Regions from separate parts of the Mus musculus genome. Here region 1 is linked to region 2. A link is a contact called in public HiChIP or PLAC-seq data. All regions are on one chromosome and are shown on one strand. The core of a region is the stretch at or near the end of the contact, and the rest is flanking DNA. Distances in the headings are between cores, read along the strand shown. Region 1 has its middle 27 kb from the start of Nfkbia. Region 2 overlaps Prorp (protein only RNase P catalytic subunit).

Evidence for each region. HiChIP or PLAC-seq counts read pairs in DNA pulled down with a chosen protein or histone mark.
Region 1: a contact with region 2 is called in an H3K4me3 HiChIP or PLAC-seq map of the SCID.adh cell line, with 17 read pairs. The contact joins two enhancer-like sites. A contact is called at or near these places in 1 of 15 datasets of contacts at CTCF or cohesin (the NIH/3T3 cell line), 1 of 484 Hi-C or Micro-C datasets (liver) and 9 of 115 datasets of contacts at active chromatin or transcription factors (the 230-238 cell line, the SCID.adh cell line, bone marrow-derived macrophages and 5 more).

The regions. Positions count from the first base shown.
Region 1 is chr12:55,463,820-55,466,519 of GRCm38.p6, forward strand. No RefSeq gene overlaps it. Among named protein-coding and RNA genes, the nearest start is that of Nfkbia, 27 kb to the right of the region's middle. Within about 2 kb of position 1,447, at least 320 of the 459 cell types and tissues checked have an H3K27ac peak or open chromatin away from gene starts, as enhancers often do. A contact at or near this core is called in the SCID.adh cell line and double positive thymocytes, where this site is marked.
Region 2 is chr12:55,353,788-55,356,487 of GRCm38.p6, forward strand. The region is part of intron 4 of Prorp (protein only RNase P catalytic subunit); the gene reads left to right. Among named protein-coding and RNA genes, the nearest start is that of Psma6, 44 kb to the right of the region's middle. Within about 2 kb of position 1,329, at least 28 of the 459 cell types and tissues checked have an H3K27ac peak or open chromatin away from gene starts, as enhancers often do. A contact at or near this core is called in the SCID.adh cell line and double positive thymocytes, where this site is marked.

The DNA of each region.
Region 1 (2,700 bases), core at 197-2,696, 110 kb after region 2:
GGGAAAACTAACTTTAATAAAAACTCCAAAACATGCTTTTTTAATCATATAATTGAAAAAATATTTTTATTAATTTTTACACTCTGTTTTTTTGTTTGTTTTTTATTTTAGTTTTTGGGGAGAAAAGGTCACAAGTAGCTACACTCCTCTTTTGTTCTTACTAAGCCTTTGAAGCCCAGCACATATGATAGCCTACTTTATTTCAGACTGTTCACATTTCAAGGAGTGGGCTGGGGATGTAGCTGTGTGGTTGAGCAGTTGCCTAGCAGCAAGGCCCTGGGAAGGGAGAGAGAGAGAGATAGTAATCTAAGCGGTGGGCACCAGGGTTTTGTTGTTGCTGTTTTTCCGAGCTGGACTCACTGTGTAGCCAACGACTGCCTGGAATTCCGGGCGCAGGCCGGCCTACGAGCTTGCTGTGCTCTTTAGCCTGCAGCTGGTCCTGCTACACAGATCTGCAGTTCCAGCTCTGAGCCTCCCTCCTCTATTCGTTTCCCCTCCCCTCCATCCTTCCTGTCGCTCCTATTTCATGTCTTATTTTTTGATTCCTTAGGAATTGAGACAGACGTTCACCTGCCAACACTCTTCAGCTTCCCACAGATGTGTCTGAGGAAACCCAAGGTGAGCTGTCTGTCTCCACAGAGCGCAAGGGGAGGGCTTGACAGGCCCTTTCTCCTTTGTTGGCAGCATTCCTGGCAGTTGCCAAGACTTGCCAGGTTTTCACAGCAGTTTCACTTTGCCCTGGACGTAGGCTAGTGGCCAATAGGCTCTTCTTCCTTCAAGAGTCGCTGGGCATGAAGTTAATTTGATACCCAAAGTAGGAGGTCTCACAGGATTATTCACGGAAGAGGCTGCGTGTCTCTGAGTGTCCTGGAAAACTGCTTCAGCGGAAGAAAGCCTCAAGAGGAAGGCTCTGAGATGAAAGGGACAGTTAGTTTTCAGACCCAAATTTACCAGAAGTCATTTCTTCTTTATTTGCATTTCCTCTCCTTATCAAACAAAGTAACACACCCACATATGTCCAAACACACACCTGCGCATGCATTCGCAATCGAGAGAACACACACACACACACACACACACACACACACACACACACACACACACACACATGCACGCACTCGTCACACGGTGGTTTGTGCAGTTGCTATGAGCTCAGTTGCTATGATCTGTGGGGCTGGGCACGCCAGGCTTCCCGGACTGACGACAACGGGAGGCACTGGGAATTTCTCAAATGTTCACAAGAATGTGGAGAAGGAGCTCTGAGTAATCGCGATTGCGATTCTTTGAATTTCTTGTGGGAAAATGTCATGTCAATTTCCTTTTAGAGACAGCAGTCTTTGAAAGCAGTTTTGCCTGAAGAGCTTTTGTTTTATTTGTTTTGGTGTAAAAGCTCAGCTGTGGGAGGCCCCACCAAGGAGAAGTCATGCAGCTGGAGTGGCAGGGGCCACCTGTCCTGGAAACACAGCAAACTTGAGTTCTGAGTACGATCTGCTTGGCTGTGCAGTCTGGCCATTGGTATGATCAGCCTAATTAAACTGCTTATGTCTTTATTGCCCTTGTGCCTCAGAGACCCAACCTTTGGTGTCCACCCCCTTCTTCTGAGTATCTAGATGGCAGAACCTGAAAGGTGATCTATATGCCACCAGGGTAGGCCAAGGACCGTTCTTTACCCAATCCTAGCTGTCATGCCATCTGCTTTCCTGGGAGCGTCTCAGGTGCCACATGCTCTCTGACTTTCAGTTTCCATCTGCCAGGCTGACCATTATGAGCTGTGGTTTACACAGAAGGTAAAGAAAGAAAAAGGAAAATAGTAAAAACGCCACACCAACCACGCCAAACAGAGCCCGAGGGGCTTTCTCCCACTCTCTGTGGTCCGTGCAAGCTGTGACGGGCAGCAGGTCCGCCAGCCACAGTGCCCCGCCCAACGGAGCACCCAAAGCAGGAAGAGTGGGGAGGTGGAGATGCTGTAGCCACGGTGCCTGCAGTAGCCTCCACCCACTCTTTCAGAGCAGCTTGACCACGGACAGGCTGACCGAGTACAGCTTGACCGAGGTCCACGGGTGGCTGCTCACCCATCCTACCCAGCACGCCCGGCCCTGCTGGCTTCTCCTGGGTTTTTGGCATCTGCCATTACACATTTTTTTTTTTTAAAGGAGCACAATAATACTAAAACAATAATAGAAAGACTCTTTTCAGGGCCTCAACAAACACCAGAAATTTATTATTCTAGAAAAGATCTAGATACAGGGGATTGCTCTTTTCTCTTGGAAGGAGGCGGATGGACCCACATCCATGAGACATAGATCTCTTTGCCCTCCCCTGGGAACCAGACCCCTCCTGGCAGCCATTCTAGACCCATTCCCTCCCCAGGAAGGAAGAATGCATGGAACAGTGTAAGCTCTTGGGATCTAACCCCTTGCCAATTCTTTTTCTCTGTTGTTCATTCAGTCATCAAATCCATTGTTAAAACTCCCAGGGCTGGGGAGAGAGAGCCGGCTGCGCTTGACAGCAGGAAAGGCCCATCTCCTGCACAGGTCGCTTTCTTCTCATGTTGAAGGAGGCAGAGAGCCCTCCTTTAAAAAGCGCCTACAGAGCAGTTTCACCCTTTGTGAAAGAGCTTTGGCAAGCCGTGGGTTGAGTCACAGCCATGGTGACACACAGCACATGACTTCAAATTGCCCAGAAGTATGAATGGCTCCT
Region 2 (2,700 bases), core at 79-2,578:
TATTTATTTATTGATTGATTGATTGATTGAGATAATGTTAGACTTTGGCACCTACGTCATCAGTGTTTACTGTCATACATATAATGTAGGTAGTGAGACAGCCCCTCTTGCCTCTCATTTCCACAAAGGCTGAGCAAATTTGGAGAAATTTAGCACGTAAGGAACCTAAGCAAGCAGACTGTCCCCAGGTGCAGGGATTGTAACCAGCACTGTGCAGGCAGAGTTAGAAATCCTGGGGAGGACAGACCAGAGCTCCTTAGGAAACAGGAAAATGTAAACGCTACATGCTATTCTCACACCGTGTGCATCCATCCAGACACCTTCAAAGTACTGAGTTGACTTTTGTCTGATTTTGTTTTGTTTTTAAATGGAGGCTCAGTCTCAGCTCAGACCTTCCGTAAACTCTCAGCAAGCTGTCTCCCTTGGCCTGTTGAGGATCTAGGTGTGAGCCAACAGCCTAGGAAAGATGTGCCTTAAATAAACACTTGAACTATGGCGGGTAGATCTTGTTTAACAAATTTTAAGAAGTCATTGTAATGGATTCCTCTTAGTTATGCATCAGACAGTGTATAGCAGTTTAACACACTGGTATGGGGTATCCTTGGGAGCGTGACGCTGCCTGAGACCTGGGGTGTTCTTACAGGTTCCTGCAGTGTGCACCTGGGAGCCAAGCATGTCTGTGAGCTTCAGGCTCTTCCTCCTTCTCTGTCCTCTCTCCCTGAGCAGCAGGGCCCCTTTATACTTCCCCCAGCTTCTCATTGCCTGGCACAACTTAGGACTCTAAATGCTGCCTTTGCACTAGTTCTGTTTACTGATAGTAACCAGTCTGTTCTATCAAGGCCTTTCCTTGCTGAGGGTAAGTAGACACAGTGTAACCTTGAATACTTTTGTTCAGATTTTGGCTTTGGGGTTTTTGTATGTTTTTAGAGTCAAGGCCTTGTGTTCTTCTAGCTGGCACGAAACTCATAGTAATAGACCAGGCTGGCCTTAGAGCACAGCAGACTTGTTGCCTCTGCCGCCAGTGTGCTGGAATTACAGGAAAGTTGGGGGTTGGTTTGGTTTGGGTTTTGAGATGGTCTTACAATGTAGCCCAGGCTAGCCTCTAAATGTAGGTATTTTTAAACAAGTATAAAAGACAAAGGCAGGAGGATCAGATGTCCTGAGCTATATAGTAATGCCCCCTGGGGGGGGGGACAGAAAAATAAATACTGTTAAGATAAGTTAGTAAATGACCATGAGGACTTCAGGCTGTCATATGCCAGCTTTCCATTTCACACCCTCCCACACTGTACACTGTACCCGAGCATCCTAATTCCTGCGTGTCCTGTAGGTGGCAGTACATGTATAAAAAAATATCAGTTCATGTGCGATTTGAGGATGGTCAGTGGTTGGGTTCCTTAGGGAGTAAGGTTCATTTGAAATACTCTCTCGGTTAATTTCCCTGGATCCTCTAGATATATTAAACACAAAGCTTCTTACTAAATCAAATTTCCACTCCAGTCTCTTCAGCCATGATCTGACCTCCTGCCTAGTTGTAATAAAGACCATGGCAATATGCAACTATGGAGAAAAGGGTTTATTTGACTTACATATCACAGTCCACTGAGAGAAGCCAAGACAGGAACCTGGAGGCAGGAACTGAAGCAGAAACCATTGAGTAATGCTGCCTAATGGTTTATTCTGCATGGCCTGTTCAGTTTGCTTTCCTGCGCACCCAGGACCACACACCCAGGGTGGTACTGCCCACAGTGGTACTGTCCAGGGTGGTACTGTCCAGGGTGGTACTGCCCAGGGTGGTACTGCCCTTGGTGGTACTGTCCAGGGTGGTACTGTCCACGGTGGTACTGCCCACGGTGGTACTGCCCACGGTGGTACTGCCCACGGTGGTACTGCCCACGGTGGTACTGTCCAGGGTGGTACTGCCCATGGTGGTACTGTCCAGGGTGGTACTGCCCATGGTGGTACTGTCCAGGGTGGTACTGCCCACGGTGGTCTGGGCCCTCCCACGTCAGTCATCAATTAGGAAGAGGCTTCACTGGCTTGCCAGTCTAATAAAGGCCTTTCCTCCATTGAGGTCCCCTCATCTCAGATGACTGTAGCTTGTGTCAAGTTGACAAAAACAAACCAACACCCCTCCCAAACCCTCTTTCCCCCCAGAAATCACATTACATGCTCATTTTCTCTTTGGAATGCAATAACTGAAACAAATCCTATGTAAAGTTGTTGTTCTATTTTTCTCATGGAGATTGACTCTCTGAGGACATCATTAATTGTGATGTAGACAGGGTAACCAGTGTCGTAGGTCTCAGATAACTCTATAGTTGTGGGGCCAATCAGGTAAACACTGACATGTAGGAAGGGGCTCATTAGAAGTGTGAGCAGCTTGTTTGGCTTGTCTGCTTACTGTGGATTTGTTTGTTTGTTTATGGGGATGGAGCATGCCACAACACGTATGTAGCCAGAAGTCAACTCATAGAAACCAGTTTTGTCTTTCCACCACGTGAGTCCTGGGTCTCAAACCCAGATCATCAGACTTGGATGGAAACACCTTTAGCTTCTGAGCCATCACATTGGCCCCTGTTATATTTCTTTGAGAAAGGCCCAGACTATCCCATATTCTACTGTATAGCCAGGTAGCCTTAAATTCCTGGGTAATCTTCCTGCCTCAGCCTCTGTGCCTCACTGATAATCTGTTCTGTT